Linked DNA regions of Hordeum vulgare: region 2 is linked to region 1. A link is a contact called in public Hi-C data. All regions are on one chromosome and are shown on one strand. The core of a region is the stretch at or near the end of the contact, and the rest is flanking DNA. Distances in the headings are between cores, read along the strand shown. Region 1 holds the start of LOC123409860 (abscisic acid receptor PYL9-like). Region 2 holds the start of LOC123407645 (ABC transporter C family member 8-like).

The links. Hi-C and Micro-C count contacts between places; a contact is called where the count stands out from the background.
Region 2: a contact with region 1 is called in a Hi-C map of seedling, with 2.6 times the contacts expected there. The contact joins the promoter of LOC123407645 here to the promoter of LOC123409860 in region 1. A contact is called at or near these places in 2 of 6 Hi-C or Micro-C datasets (leaf and seedling).

The regions. Positions count from the first base shown.
Region 1 is chr7H:513,513,862-513,516,561 of MorexV3_pseudomolecules_assembly, reverse strand. It overlaps LOC123409860 (abscisic acid receptor PYL9-like), which reads right to left and starts at 1,400. Exons shown (of 1, transcript XM_045102730.1): 1 at 171-1,400. The coding sequence starts at 1,193. The coding sequence ends at 603.
Region 2 is chr7H:513,816,012-513,818,711 of MorexV3_pseudomolecules_assembly, reverse strand. It overlaps LOC123407645 (ABC transporter C family member 8-like), which reads left to right and starts at 1,367. Exons shown (of 13, transcript XR_006612648.1): 1 at 1,367-1,711; 2 at 1,839-2,700.

The DNA.
Region 1 (2,700 bases), core at 151-2,650:
TGTTCTTAAATATATGTCTTTTAAATTTTTTTACCAGTAGACTACATACAAAACAAAATAAATGAATGTACACTCTAAAGTATGTCTATATACATTTATATGTAGATTTTTAATGAAACCTTTAAAAAGACTTATATTTAGGAACGGAGCGAGTAGTGCCGAGGATCTAGTTCCGAGACGTTGAATACTTTGCACATTGATTAGGATGAGAACACTATTGTATTTGCGGTACAAAGATGAAATGTAAAAATATGAGGGCAACGCCATCTTGTTGAGAGCAACCGGCAACAGCCACTTGAGTTTTTCCCCTGTTGAGCATCGTTGTCGCCAGCCATCAGGAACTCAGAAATTGCACAAACGGCAGCCGGAGAAAAGAACAAAGATGATGATAATACACAAGAAAAGGAGGCTGCTTGCTTACGCCGAAGGCTCTTTTCGACACCAATGGAAAAAGGGGCGAAGAAAACAAACAGAAAAGGAAAAGGGTGCGAAATAGCAGAGTACTCCAACTAACAACCGCGGCGCCGTCCGGCCGCCGCCACCACCACGCCAGGTTGCGCGGTCCCACCACGAACTGCCGGGAGCTCTCGTCTCTTCTAGTTCTAGTCCCGCCGCCGCGAGCCAGGCGCCGCGCCGGACTCCTCGGCGACGGAGGCGAGCTTCTGGAGGTTGAGCTTGACGACGGTGTCGGTGAACATCCTGGTGTCCTCCTCGGTGTTGCCGTCGGGCACGTCGACGACGTAGGACTCGACGACGACGCAGTAGGGGCCCGGCTGGAACTCGGTGACGGAGGTGACGGAGCGGTAGTTGCGGAGGCGGTGCTCACCGCCGACGACGCTGAAGCTGAGGATGTGGCGGTCGTCGTCGAGGATCTCGAGGCGCTCGGTGCTGGTGGAGGCCGGGAGGCCGGACACGACGGTGACCTCCCGGACGCTGCCGACGCTGGCCCCGTCGCCGGCCGCGAGCGCGCAGGTGCGCACGAAGTGCTTGTACCGCTGCGGGTTGCCGAAGCTGCGCACGATGGGCCACACCGCGCGCACAGGCGCCGCCACGCGCTGCGCCACCAGCGACGTGCAGGTGGCCCCCGGCGCCCGCCCCGGGAAGGTGTGGTGCGCCCGCACCGTCCCCTCCAGCGCCGCCCGCTCCGCCTCCGTCACCCCCTCCCGCAGCGCCCGCTCCATGTGCGCCTCCATCACCACACGCACAAGAACGCACTGTCTCCCAAAATCCAGCTAGCTACCACAGTAGTATCTCTCCGTAGTCTCTCCCTCTCCTTCTCTGTTTCCTGATGGGGTTGGGGATGGGGGATGGCTGGGATGGTTATATACCTGAGGACGTGGGGGGAGGGCGAGGGAGAGGGGAGCGACCGATCGACATCCATGCACGGGGTATGGAGCGGGAGGGAGGGAGGGAGGGAGGGAGAGGTAGCTAGCAAGGCGCGGGTTACGAGGAAGCCGACAAGCAGCAACTTTTTCACTCGAGGATTGTACAGACGATGAATTGGTGCCAGCGTGCGTGCGTGGGTTTGCGTTTGGGAAACAACGTCCACACACTCATGGTTTCTCTTCTCCTTGGGTTATGTCAGTGGGCGAGCAGGTTGGTAACGTGCGTTTGGTTTTAGCCTAGGCTTCTCTCACTAAATTATTTGACTAATTAAATTTCTGGTTGAGGTTTTACTGGCCCATGATCTGCTAACACTAGCGAAGAAAAATAAGCTAGAGTGGGCAAGGGAGCATTGACCTGCCAAAAAGAATTGGTCATGATGTAAACAAAGATAAGTCTCTGGTCATGACTAAAATATTGACACGGTAGTTTTGGCCCTATAACCTACCCCTCCGTTCCTAAATATTTCTTTTTTTAAAGATTTCACTATGGACTACATACAGATATATATAGACATATTTTAGAGTGTAAATTCATTCATTTTGCTTCGTATGTAGTTCGTAGTTGAATCTTTAGAAAAATAAATATTTATGAACGAGGGAGTAAGAGTTAAAAGTACCATGTCCAAGAAATTGTCTAGGATGTGATGCTTTAGTCATATACTTGCAATACTTACAAAATTACATCCCATCATCGTCAAACTTGCAACAAATGTGATTATTCAGTCCTAAGCCAATCAGAGAGAGCCAAGTGGCGCCCAGGTGGCCAAGCGAGTCGTCGCCACACATATTGCATAACCCCCCTATCGCTATTATTATTCCATCGCATTGCAACCCACCTGAATTAAATTGGACATATTTCTCTCCTCGCATCCGTGTGCTTTGTTCGTCCTGTGCTCGTTGTCAACAACACAGACAAATCGTTCTGTTTTGAGGTCGATTCATGGTTGTCTAGTGCTAGGGTGTGGCTATGGTTCTTGCCGCGTAGTAAAGCTAAATTTTTGGGCGATGATTTGAGGCTAGGGTTTTGTGTGGTAAAGTAGGGCTTTAGGCCGATAAAGTAGGAACTTCAGCCTATGATTCCTCGGTGAATTTGCAATTGGAAGTTGTTTGCCAGTGTCTATCAATCAATTTAGGGCTAGGGTTTTGTCCTAGATATTTGTGATAGATAAATTAGTGCCAAGTTTCTAAACTATGTAGTTCATTTATGCTAGTGTTGTGTTCACATGATAGTTGTAGGTATGCAATGCCACCAGTTCGGTGCTCATGTTCATGATTTTGAAGAAGATTTGTTGCACCTTTGTAGTTTAGTAATGCG
Region 2 (2,700 bases), core at 118-2,617, 300 kb before region 1:
CAGGCGTCGATCGACTACTCATTGACGTCTCCCATTTCGGTCGACAGCTCCCAATGGAGCCGCCGGTGAGATCAGAATCCCACGGACGGTGGAGCTACCAGACGCGCATAGGACTACTACCTTGGTCGTTGGCGTAGGCCTCACTCTCCATTTATGTCGCTGTATAATTGGCCCCCGTACGTACGCACCTTCTCCGCTTCGCTTGTTCCTCGATCCCCAGCGCAGGCACCGTCACTCCCACGCTGTTTGTACTATTTGCTTGATTTCGTCTCGAGACATGCAGTACAATGATATACCCCGAAATGACACGTAAATGTGTGGTTGAAGAAACTTATGCATCGCTCTCAGGGCGTTGTCCGTCTCTATTACAAATTAAAATAGAAAATATCTTACTCAAGAGGATACTACATTATTCCTGGTCGTCTGATGGTAATTTTTTGCCGTACCAATATGGTAAGTACAACAAAATAAGCAGGCGATATTCTCCATACATTTTGTGATCTCTCCTTCCAAAAATAGATTCTCTTGACATATCTTTCCTTATTTGCCTTCATCATGTTTTGTCGGCGCGGTGGAAGTGAAAATCCTGTACTTATCCCTCACGATCATCCACAACATCTTACTAACTCGAGGTGAAAATCCTATATTAGCCGTCGGATCATGTGAAATCCACGGCTCATATCGCTCCAGGACCACTTTGAAAGATCTCTCACAACCACGACCACAGTAGTAGACCCCTTTTGCCGTGAAGACAGGGGTAGTGGTTTGGTGTGTAGGTTGATCGGATACTGGGCTCGAGTTGTATAGGTGTGACGGTCGACCAAAGTCGTACTCCGGTTATGGCCAAAGTAATCGATGGCGGCGCCTTATGGCGGCGCTTCTTGTTGGAGGCATCGGTTTAGCTGCTCCGACCTTACCTTTCTTATGGTGTTCTAGGAGAAACCCTTGATCTAGTTTAGATCGAACGATGGCGTCGCTATCCGACGTCGTGTTTCCTTTTGAGGGCATCGTTTTGGAGGTGGATCCGGTCAGATGGACCTATGGTTCTTGAGGATGTGTTATTGCCAAAAACATCATTTATATGGTTTTTAGGTCTGGTTTTCTTGTAAACTGGATCAATCTTTCTTCTCCTGGTCGATGAATTTGATAGATCAACTATCAACGTTTTTTTTTAAACAACAGTAGTAGACACCTTCCGTCTCACGCCACGTCTGCGACGAAATGAATGCGCCCTGCCATGCCAGCCATCCGTTGCCACGTCACGCCATACGCAGACCAGCCGGACGGACTGCCTGTACGAGGAAAACGACAAGGAGACGCCGAGGCCGCAAGCGTGCGACTTGCTCTTCTTCTTCCTCCTCCTCCCCACGAGTTCGCGGCTGAAAGCGACGGCGGACAAGTCCGAGTTTTGCAGGGCGTCCTCCGGCCACCACAGCCAGCCCGGAGCAGTCTTCTCTACCGCTATCCATCTCAAACAACATCCTCCGTCTGTATCTCTGTCCATACCCGCGTCCGTGTGCGAGCGAATATACGTACGTGGACGCACGCACTCGGCTGGTGGCTGGGGCTCAGAGTGCTGCTATAAACAAGTGGCTGGCTTCCCTCCTCCCCGTACGCCCTGCCCAGGAATAGGCGACGCGTCGGCCGCTGCATGCGATGCCGGGCGCAGGGACGGCCGATAAGCTGGGCCATCCGGCCATGGCCTTTCTCGGTAAGGGGGGAGACGAGATGAAGCTTCCTCTCTTCTTGTAAACCCTTCCTGATTCTTGATGCTGCGTGCGTCCAGCTTCGCTTATCGTCATTTGGTTTATTGCTTGGATTGGATGTGTGTGTGGCAGGCTGGTCGCCCTCGTGGACTTGCGGGCGGGAGGACGGCGGCGGGCTCACCCTCGCGTCGCCGTGCGTGCAGAGGGGTCTGGTCGACTGCGTCAATGGTGTGCTCCTCGTCGCCTACGCCTCCGCGCTGCTCGCGGCCTGCGTCACGGGGCGGTGGGATGGGCGGGGGAGAAGCGGCGGCGCATGGCGGCGGTGGGGGGTGGCCGCGGTTTCCGCGTGCTGCGTGGCCGTCGCGGCGACGTACGCCGTCGCCGCGTTCGGGGGCTCCGCGGACGCGGCGGTCACCACGGCTTCCGTCGTCAGGGCGCTGGTGTGGGTGGCCGTGGCCGCCTCGTTGCACCTCCAGCCGACGAGGCCGGCGAGCGCCGTGGCCGTTCTCTGGTGGACGCTCTTCTCGCTGCTGATCACCGCGTACAATGCGGAGGTCCTTGCCATGGGCCACGTGCTCGACGTCGCGGAGGCTGTCGCGTGGGCGGTCAACTTCCTCCTCCTGCTCTGCGCCCTCGGCTCGCTGCTGCTCCGGCGGAGCCGTGGCCACAAGGACGACGACGGCCTGTCCGAGCCCTTGATTGACAAGGCGGTGCACGACTCGGAGCTCTACCGGGCCGGCCTGTTCAGCCAGCTCGCCTTCTCGTGGCTGAACCCTCTGCTCCGCCTCGGCCGCACAAAAGCACTAGACCTCGCCGACATCCCGCTCATCTCCTCCGAGGACTGCGCACGGCAGGCCTCACGTAGGTTCTCCGAGGCGTGGAGCCGCCACCGGCAGGACAAGGCGCAGAGCGGGAGATCCAACGGCCTCGCCCTCGTCCTGTGCAAGTGCTTCCTCACGGAGATCATGATCGCCGGCTTCTACGCCTTCATGAG